Linked DNA regions of Pan troglodytes: region 1 is linked to region 2. A link is a contact called in public HiChIP or PLAC-seq data. All regions are on one chromosome and are shown on one strand. Each heading gives the region's core, a stretch centred on a gene start, on an enhancer-like site or on the middle of the called end of the contact. The rest is flanking DNA. Distances are from core to core; before and after follow the strand shown. Region 1 holds the start of SRPRB (SRP receptor subunit beta). Region 2 holds the start of TOPBP1 (DNA topoisomerase II binding protein 1).

Evidence for each region. HiChIP or PLAC-seq counts read pairs in DNA pulled down with a chosen protein or histone mark.
Region 1: a contact with region 2 is called in an H3K4me3 HiChIP or PLAC-seq map of stem cell-derived excitatory neurons, with 6 times the contacts expected there. The contact joins the promoter of SRPRB here to the promoter of TOPBP1 in region 2. A contact is called at or near these places in 1 of 7 Hi-C or Micro-C datasets (stem cell-derived neural progenitor cells) and 1 of 1 datasets of contacts at active chromatin or transcription factors (stem cell-derived excitatory neurons).

Annotation. Positions count from the first base shown.
Region 1 is chr2:137,044,519-137,048,487 of NHGRI_mPanTro3-v2.0_pri, reverse strand. SRPRB (SRP receptor subunit beta) reads right to left here and starts at 2,591. Exons shown (of 7, transcript NM_001280220.1): 1 at 2,425-2,591; 2 at 1,724-1,818; 3 at 599-676. The coding sequence starts at 2,578.
Region 2 is chr2:136,907,071-136,910,725 of NHGRI_mPanTro3-v2.0_pri, reverse strand. TOPBP1 (DNA topoisomerase II binding protein 1) reads left to right here and starts at 1,276. Exons shown (of 27, transcript XM_063806230.1): 1 at 1,276-1,500. The coding sequence starts at 1,276. It overlaps LOC743715 (serotransferrin), which reads right to left and starts at 1,343. Exons shown (of 8, transcript XR_010155336.1): 1 at 1,236-1,343.

The DNA.
Region 1 (3,969 bases), core at 1,342-3,841, 140 kb before region 2:
AGATGGTACTATGTATACAAATGTAGGAGAATAAGAAAAGCCCAAGTTGTATCAGCCGTATGAAAAAAATAATGGGCAGAACAGCATTTAAAAAAAAAAAAAATAAAGGATATACAGACATGTTTGTATATGCACAGAACATCCGGAAGACTACACACAAAAAAAGTAAGTCACTGCTTCTGAGGAGAAGACTAGGTAGTGGGGAAAGGAAAGGAAAAATTACTTTTCACCAAATATCTTTTCTAACCTTTTGAATTTTTGTCCCATGTGCTTGTATTACCTATTCAAAACTTAAAAGGTTTAATGCCCACTCTTAAGAACTCATTGTAAAGTTGGAAAGAAGACACAGAAACAAAAAATAAGAATAAAATGTGATATAACGTTACTGTACATTAAGGTACAACAATGCAGAGGAGGGCATGATTAAATCTACTGTACAGATTGTCAAGAGAATTTGTCACAAAGAATATGTTTCTCCATAAAAATAAGCTACAAATGGTACTTACATCCTCAGATGAACTCATCCTAAAAATGTCCTTAACTGACACACCAGAGTAAAGTAAGACTGTCAGACTCCAAAACTCCACAAACATCTTACCCTGTTATTGTTGACTCTGTATACAGCACAGCTGTCAGTAATGGACGTCTGAGTGTCTCTATAAAGGCCTGTTAACAACTGTAAAAAAAAACAAGATGGGTGATATTCAACATTTTAATAGCACACCTAAATTGAGTTATATTATTCTAAGTCTCCCAGGTGTAAGGTTAAGTAAATGAATGCTGCTTCCGACAGGTGAAAAAGACGATATTGATTTTTTTTACCTGTAGAAAAAAATCTAATTAATTGCATATTTTACTCCTCAATGGAATAAAAACAACATTATTCTCAAAAGACAGTTAGTGGCCAAATTTGCCAAGCTTCTGTAAAGATTTTTAACCATCAAAAATGATTTGAAGCCTGGGCAACATGGCAAAATCTCATCTCTACAAAAAATATAAAAAATCAGCCGGGCGTAGTGTTGCACGACTGTAGTCCCAGCTATTCGGAGGCTGAGGTGGGAGAATCATCTGAGTCCCAGAGGTCAAGGCTGCAATGAGCAGAGATCTCGCCACTGCACTCCAGCCTGGGCATTGGAGTGAGACACTCCCTCAAAAAAAAAAAAAAAAAAAAAAAAAATGGAGGTATTTCTTTAATGGAAGGGAAATAATTTATACTCTCAAAAAGAAGAGTTAAAAAGCAGAAAACCTCTCCTATTCACCACATTAAAACACACTGTTAAAAATACTAAATGTATTAAAAATAAATATTAGTAAAAAGAAGCCTAACTAGCCCACTATGTCAAAGAAGGATCACCCTGTGAAAAAGTGTCTTTGATAAACTCTCCTAAGAATTTGTTAACGAAGGAATTATAAACTGTAGGACACTAGCTTCTATGCCTTCTGCTATTCTGGAATGAAACTAATTAAATAAAACCCTTAAATGTGATAAAGACTAAATATCAGCATCTGGCAAGGGTAAACAGAAAAAAAAAGGAGAAATGATCAATATTTCTCAATTATGGGTTTCTACGAGTCTTTTTGTTCTCCCAAGTAAGTCAAGAATTAACTCCCAAATTTAACAGCATCAGCTTCTTTTACAAAATAAACCGTGAGATGACAGGAATACTGGGATGCTATAAAATTTTCTATTAAGCTTAACAGGGGTGTCAATGAAATCATTTACCCTGACAAAGAGCAACGTTTTCCCGGAATCACAAAGGCCAACAAGAAGAACAGCTCTCTGACTGCTCCTTCTGCTCCGGATTAACTTCCAGAAGACTGTGGAATAGACAGAGAAAAACAACAAAAATTACGCCTTGGGAATCAGTATATGTGCATGGCTGGGGCGGGGAAATTCACAGAAGTCTGTGACGAAACACCTCATTCACCTGGAACTGACTTTTATCATAATGGTTACTATTGCTGTTGTTAGGGATCCACTGACAGCCAGGCACTGTCAACTGTCAACTTTTCTTTGCAGTCCTTACTCTGACTGGGACTCAGGTGCTATCTCACTGCCTTGGTATCCCAGCGCCCGCACGCAAACACGGGAGGCTGAAAGTTGGTGTCAAGACCCTGAGTCTTTGCAGTGAGAACAGCGGAAGGCGAGGAACAGCGCGCTCAAGCTTAACAGGGCAGATGACGAAGAGCAATCCGCGCCCCAAGGACCAGGACGTTAACTCCGGGGGTTGCCCGGGATCCCCCTTAACGCCCAGCTGCTGCCGCTGCTTCAGGCGAGAGGGTGGGGTGTAGACTGGGTGGGTCTCACCCTCCTGATGCCCTCAAGGCGCCCTCTCAGCCCCGCGTCCCCGGCCTGCAGCGGTGCAGCCAAAGCCCGTACCTCTGCCCGCCCCGAACCCGCCATAACCACCGGCCGCCTTTTACCTAGCGTCAGCAGCACCGCAAGAACCGCCACCACTACTGACAACAGCGTTGGGTCCGTCTGCTGCAGTTCCTGCCGCAAGGAGTCTAGGTAGGGCTGGAAGGTGCCCCCGGCACCGCCGCCATCTGCCACCCGGCGCGAGTCTGCGGAAGCCATGGATGAGACGCGTGGTCCCCGGTACAGCAAAAGCGACGTGGCCCTGCACTCTGCGCAGGCGCGGGGAGCAGAGCCTCACGCGAATGGTGGTTCCTAAGCCATAGTCTCTCCCTCAGCCGGGGCGATCCCCAAGTGCTTGATGGGAGTTGTAGTTCTCTGGGACTCCGTCCTCCTACAGAACGGCAGGGGCAGACAGGTTATTTGTCGAGGGACACACACATCTTTTAAGATATGAGTCAGTCGTCGTCACCTACGTTATGACTGTTGAAAGAATGATGAAATGAAGAAAATGAATGAATGGCTCCCGAAACTACCACTGGGGATTTCCCGACCGTCGCTAAGTGACGTGAGACTTGTGAAGAACTCAAGCATCCTACAAACATTTAATCTGAATTTAATGTGACAAGAGATGTGACAGATGGATGTACGGAGCGATGTGGGAATACATAATGGGACGCGGAGTCCATCATGAGTTCAGAGAAAAGCTTCTGGACATTGGAATTGAGTCCTGAAGAATGAGTTAGCATCTGCGAGTGGTTAAAGGAAAAAAAAGTGCTGTGCAGAAGAAAATGAGTGTAAGAAACGATGTACGTGGGAACCCTAACTAATTCAGTGCCCCTACACTGTCAATCTAGGGCTGCAAACTCAAATGTCTGCATTAAAGGAAGCAACTAGGAAAATCAACGCCCAGGAGAGCTGGGGCTGTTGAAAACTGCAGAAGTTATTTCTGCTAAAAGTGGGGCCGACCCTATTCAGCCAGGTAGGTGTTATGGGACCTGGGTGGCCAGTTCTTCCAGTTTTCAAGAGAAGCAATAAAGGCAGATTTTTATAGCAAATTTTCCACTTTTGAAATTTTCTGTAGGTAATTGAAAGCATTCAAAAACTTGTGGCCCAAATAAAACACCAAAAGTGGCCAGCCTAGAGGGTCCCAGTTCACAGTGTCTGTTATTAAACAGGTGTCATTGTTTTAAAATGTACACATTATTTAATTTAATTGTATGACTGAGTAGAGACATGAAGATGTCAGTGTCACTGAAAGATTGAAAAAAGTTTATTACAGTTGCACATTGCCATTGAAAAAGTTGTCAGCATCAAAATGGAGTCACTTGTATTTTTTTTTTTAATCAGAAAAATGGAGCTGGTGAAAGGCCATGGAGGGAGGGTTCTCATGCACCCATGCCTGATGACAAAAACTGTCACAAAAGACTGCAAAAACCACAGCCTTGCACAAAGGCCATCGCAACCTTACACACAAAAAAATACGTCTGTGAGGACGGCTACCCAGCAACTCCCTGTCCAACCTAGTACTGATGCCATCCTTGCCGTTTGATCCTTGTAGCCAAGGATAATTATCTCAAAACAATTATGGAATCTGACTCATTTTTTCTTTA
Region 2 (3,655 bases), core at 27-2,526:
TGAATTAGGAGAGAGAGAGTGGGCTCAACTCTAAATACAGCATGGGCAAGTGGGAATTTATAGCCAAGGAACAAAAGCTTGGGGTCACTGGATAAAAAATTACTAAGAAGGAACTTCAGGAGTAAAGGGGTTTCTTGCTGAAAATAGGTCAAGGTGATCAGACATCACCTTGAATGGTAGAGGATGAGGAACCTGATCAGATATTGAGGGTAGAGGGTTCTAACTGGATTTTCCAAGGAAATGCACAGATAAACCTACAAGAAGGTTGAGGAGTCTGACTAAAGTTTGGCCAAGCAAAGAATCTTTGTCACCTTCCATCGGTGTATTCAAAAACTTAAGACTCAAGCTGCTCATTACTATCTTTAGGCTCTAAAAAGAAAAGAAAAACAAAAACAATCAAGGGACATGGTATTATACTTTTACATTAGTAAATCCAAAGTCATTTTCTCAATCTCAGCAGTGAAGAATAAAATGATCCTCATTAGTATAGTGGCTAGATTTTATAAAATAAGAAAAAAATTTTTAAAAAAAGAATAAAATGAAAAGAAGCAACAACGAATCAGTTTTCCGCTGGTTATCACTAAGGTTTGGCAGGCCCATCTTATCCCCTCTCCCTTTGCTCTCTGCCATCTGAACCTTAGGTTCAGTCCCAGAATCTCCCCAGTACTGAGGCAGATGCAGAGAAAGAGAACGGCGATGTCCACTGAAGGGGAGGAGGAGGGGAGACCATTGAAGATCTTGACAAAGATCCCTTTGCATTAGCTGTGTAATAAGTCATCCTTTCTTCCCTTGCCATCTTGTGGCTGTGTTAGGCGGTGATTCTATTCCTGCTGTGTTGGAGGGAAACCACCCAGTCCGTAGTCAGAAGACCTGGATGCAGTATTAATTCTACTACCTACTAGCCGTGTGCCCTTGAACCCATCATTTAACTTCCTCCGTTTTTACATCTACAAAATGGAACTACCACTATTTGCCTCACGGAATTGTTTTGGATAATACCTTTTCCCGTGCATGCCTGGTATAAGACAGGTGTAAAATAAATATCTATTGAGGAAATCCTTTCTTTCCCTGGCTTTTTTAACAGTAAAGGAGTATTCCTGGCCTGTGGTCCTACCTCTTGAACCGACGGCGCTGGGCCTACTCGCAGCGGAGACTAGGCCCTACCAGCAAAGCCCTAAACCCAAAGGGTCCGGCCCAAGCTTTCCCTGAAGCCCCACCGCCCCCAGACTGCTCACCTCCAATTTTGACATTTCCGCTCTTCTGCTGCAGCTGCCGATGGCGTCACTTCCACCGGAAAAGGCAAGCGCGGCCGCGCGGTTGGCGCGAAAGTCGGTTCCCGTTCTGGGCAATTTCCGGGTTCTCCAGCGTTTGCTTTCGGGTAGGGGCGGCGCCGAGTCGGGGGAGGGGGCTGTGCGCCGGGCTGGCGCCCGACCCCAGCCACCGCCCTGCGGCCAGCGCGTCCCCCGACTCGCCGCCCGGAGACCCCGAGGCTCCAACGAGGTAAGTGAGGCGCGGAGTGGGGACACAGCTCCTTCCCAGCCCCAACTGGGGTTCGCGATGCCTTCTGTGGCCTTCAGGACCCTCTTTTCCTGTCCTGGTAACTGGCCCTGGAGCCGGCGGGTGGGCCTTTGACGCCGAGAGGACGTGGCTTCCGTGATCCCAGAGCCAGGCCTTTTCCTGGAGATGGGAACCGGAGCATCTAGCCTTATGCAGGGCCAAGACCATGCTAACTGGCTTCCATGTTTATATTTAAAATCTATTTACTGAGGGATGAACGTACCTCGCAGGCCGTGGGTATCCGCAGGGACAGATACACTCTGTGTATCCTTAAAACAAGTGCAATTGAATGTCCATTGGCCTAAAGGGCTTAGAGCCTTCATAGCAGGGCCTTCCTCAGTGTATTCAATTCGGGTTAATTTTGCTGTCTGATTTGCAAGGATTGGTGTTGTCATCTTTTACCTTGGCTTTGTCCAAGTTCCAGGGTTTCTTACAAATGCCGTTGACGAATTCACGGGCAGAGCCAGAATGTCTGTCTTTAGGCATTCTTGTCTGCACAGAAAAATAGGTGGGTTAAACATGCAACTTTATATCTAATGTGGTTTTGTTCTTGTTAATGGTTCCTTTATTTTGACAGTTCAGAAATGTCCAGAAATGACAAAGAACCGTTTTTTGTGAAGTTTTTAAAGTCTTCAGACAATTCCAAATGTTTTTTTAAAGCTCTCGAGGTAAGAGTTGAAAACATCTTAAAACCGTGAATTCATTTTCTTGCTTTTAAGTGTTTTTGATTTGTTGGGCTTTATGTCTTAGAAGTAGATATTTCACTTTCATAATAATTTTCTAGTCTACATTAATACAGATATATCATTATCACATATTTTTGAATTGATCTAAGTACATCATTATGTATTTCGGGGGGCTGGAAGTCTATTATCACATTGCTGTTTAATGTGGCTGACCTACAGTTCTTGGAAATTAAGTTGCTTTCATTTGTCTCCTAGCCAGAGTGGTCCTTTGCGTGCTGTAGAAATTTGAGTCAGTTGTGTACTGGTCATACTTGAAAATTTTTTGGTTAATTGTTAAAAATTATGTTTTATTATGTACAGTATAATAATTGGATGATAGTAGGGGTGATGTAGATCCTTGCTTCTCACAGAACCCAGCAGTATCAGCATGGCCTGGAAGTTTCTTCGAAATGCAGAATCTTGGCCTCCAACCCAGACTTAGAATCTGCATTTCTAACAAGATCTTCAGTGTGCATTAAAGTTTGAGAAGCATTTGTAGCAGATTTTTTTAAACTTCATTCATTCAGCAAGTATTTATTGAAGTGTTCATGATTTGATAGGCACTTCTCTAGTACTTGGGATGTATCAGTGATGAGAACAGGCAAAGATTTCTGTTCTTTCAGAGCTTACGTTCTAGCAGGAAGACATAGACACTAATCAGACATGATAAATTAGGAAGAGAAAAAAGCAAAACACGTTAAGGTGTTCCAGAGGATGTTTCTTGGGGTGGGAAGAGAAGGGGGTTATAATCTTAAATAGGGTGTGATCAGGGTAGGCTTTATGAAGAAAAAGATATTGAGTAAACGTGAAGGAGGTGAGATAGCCTTGCAGATATCTGGAGAAGAATGTTGCAGGCAGAGAGAGCAACCTTATACAGTCCCTGGGAAAGTGCCTGTAGTCTCTATCCAAGTTTAGTGTACTGTTGTGTAGTGAGTGAGGGATGGGGGAAGAGTACTAAGGAATGCGTTAGAGAATAATGGTAAAGAGGTCATGTAGGGCCTTGTGGGCCATTTTTCTCTCAGTGGAGAGCCATTGGAGGGTTGATAATCAGAAGAGTAAACATGATCTGACTTACAGTTTTAAAGGGATTACTGTATTTAACATAAGGACCTCAAAATTGGTTCAGAACATTTCTGAGTGCTTACTGGGTGTCAGGATATAGTAGCAAACAAGATACATAGAAACTTCCAGGGGAGAGAGACAAAAACTATATATATATATATAAATATGTATTTTTAAATAGAATAGACTAGAAGGGTAGAGGAAGGGTATTTGAGAAAGCCTGATTAGGATGGGCATCTCTGGGGAGGTGACATTTAAGCAGACCTGATTGAAGTGGGGGATTAAGTCAGGTGAAAACCTGGAAAAAAAGT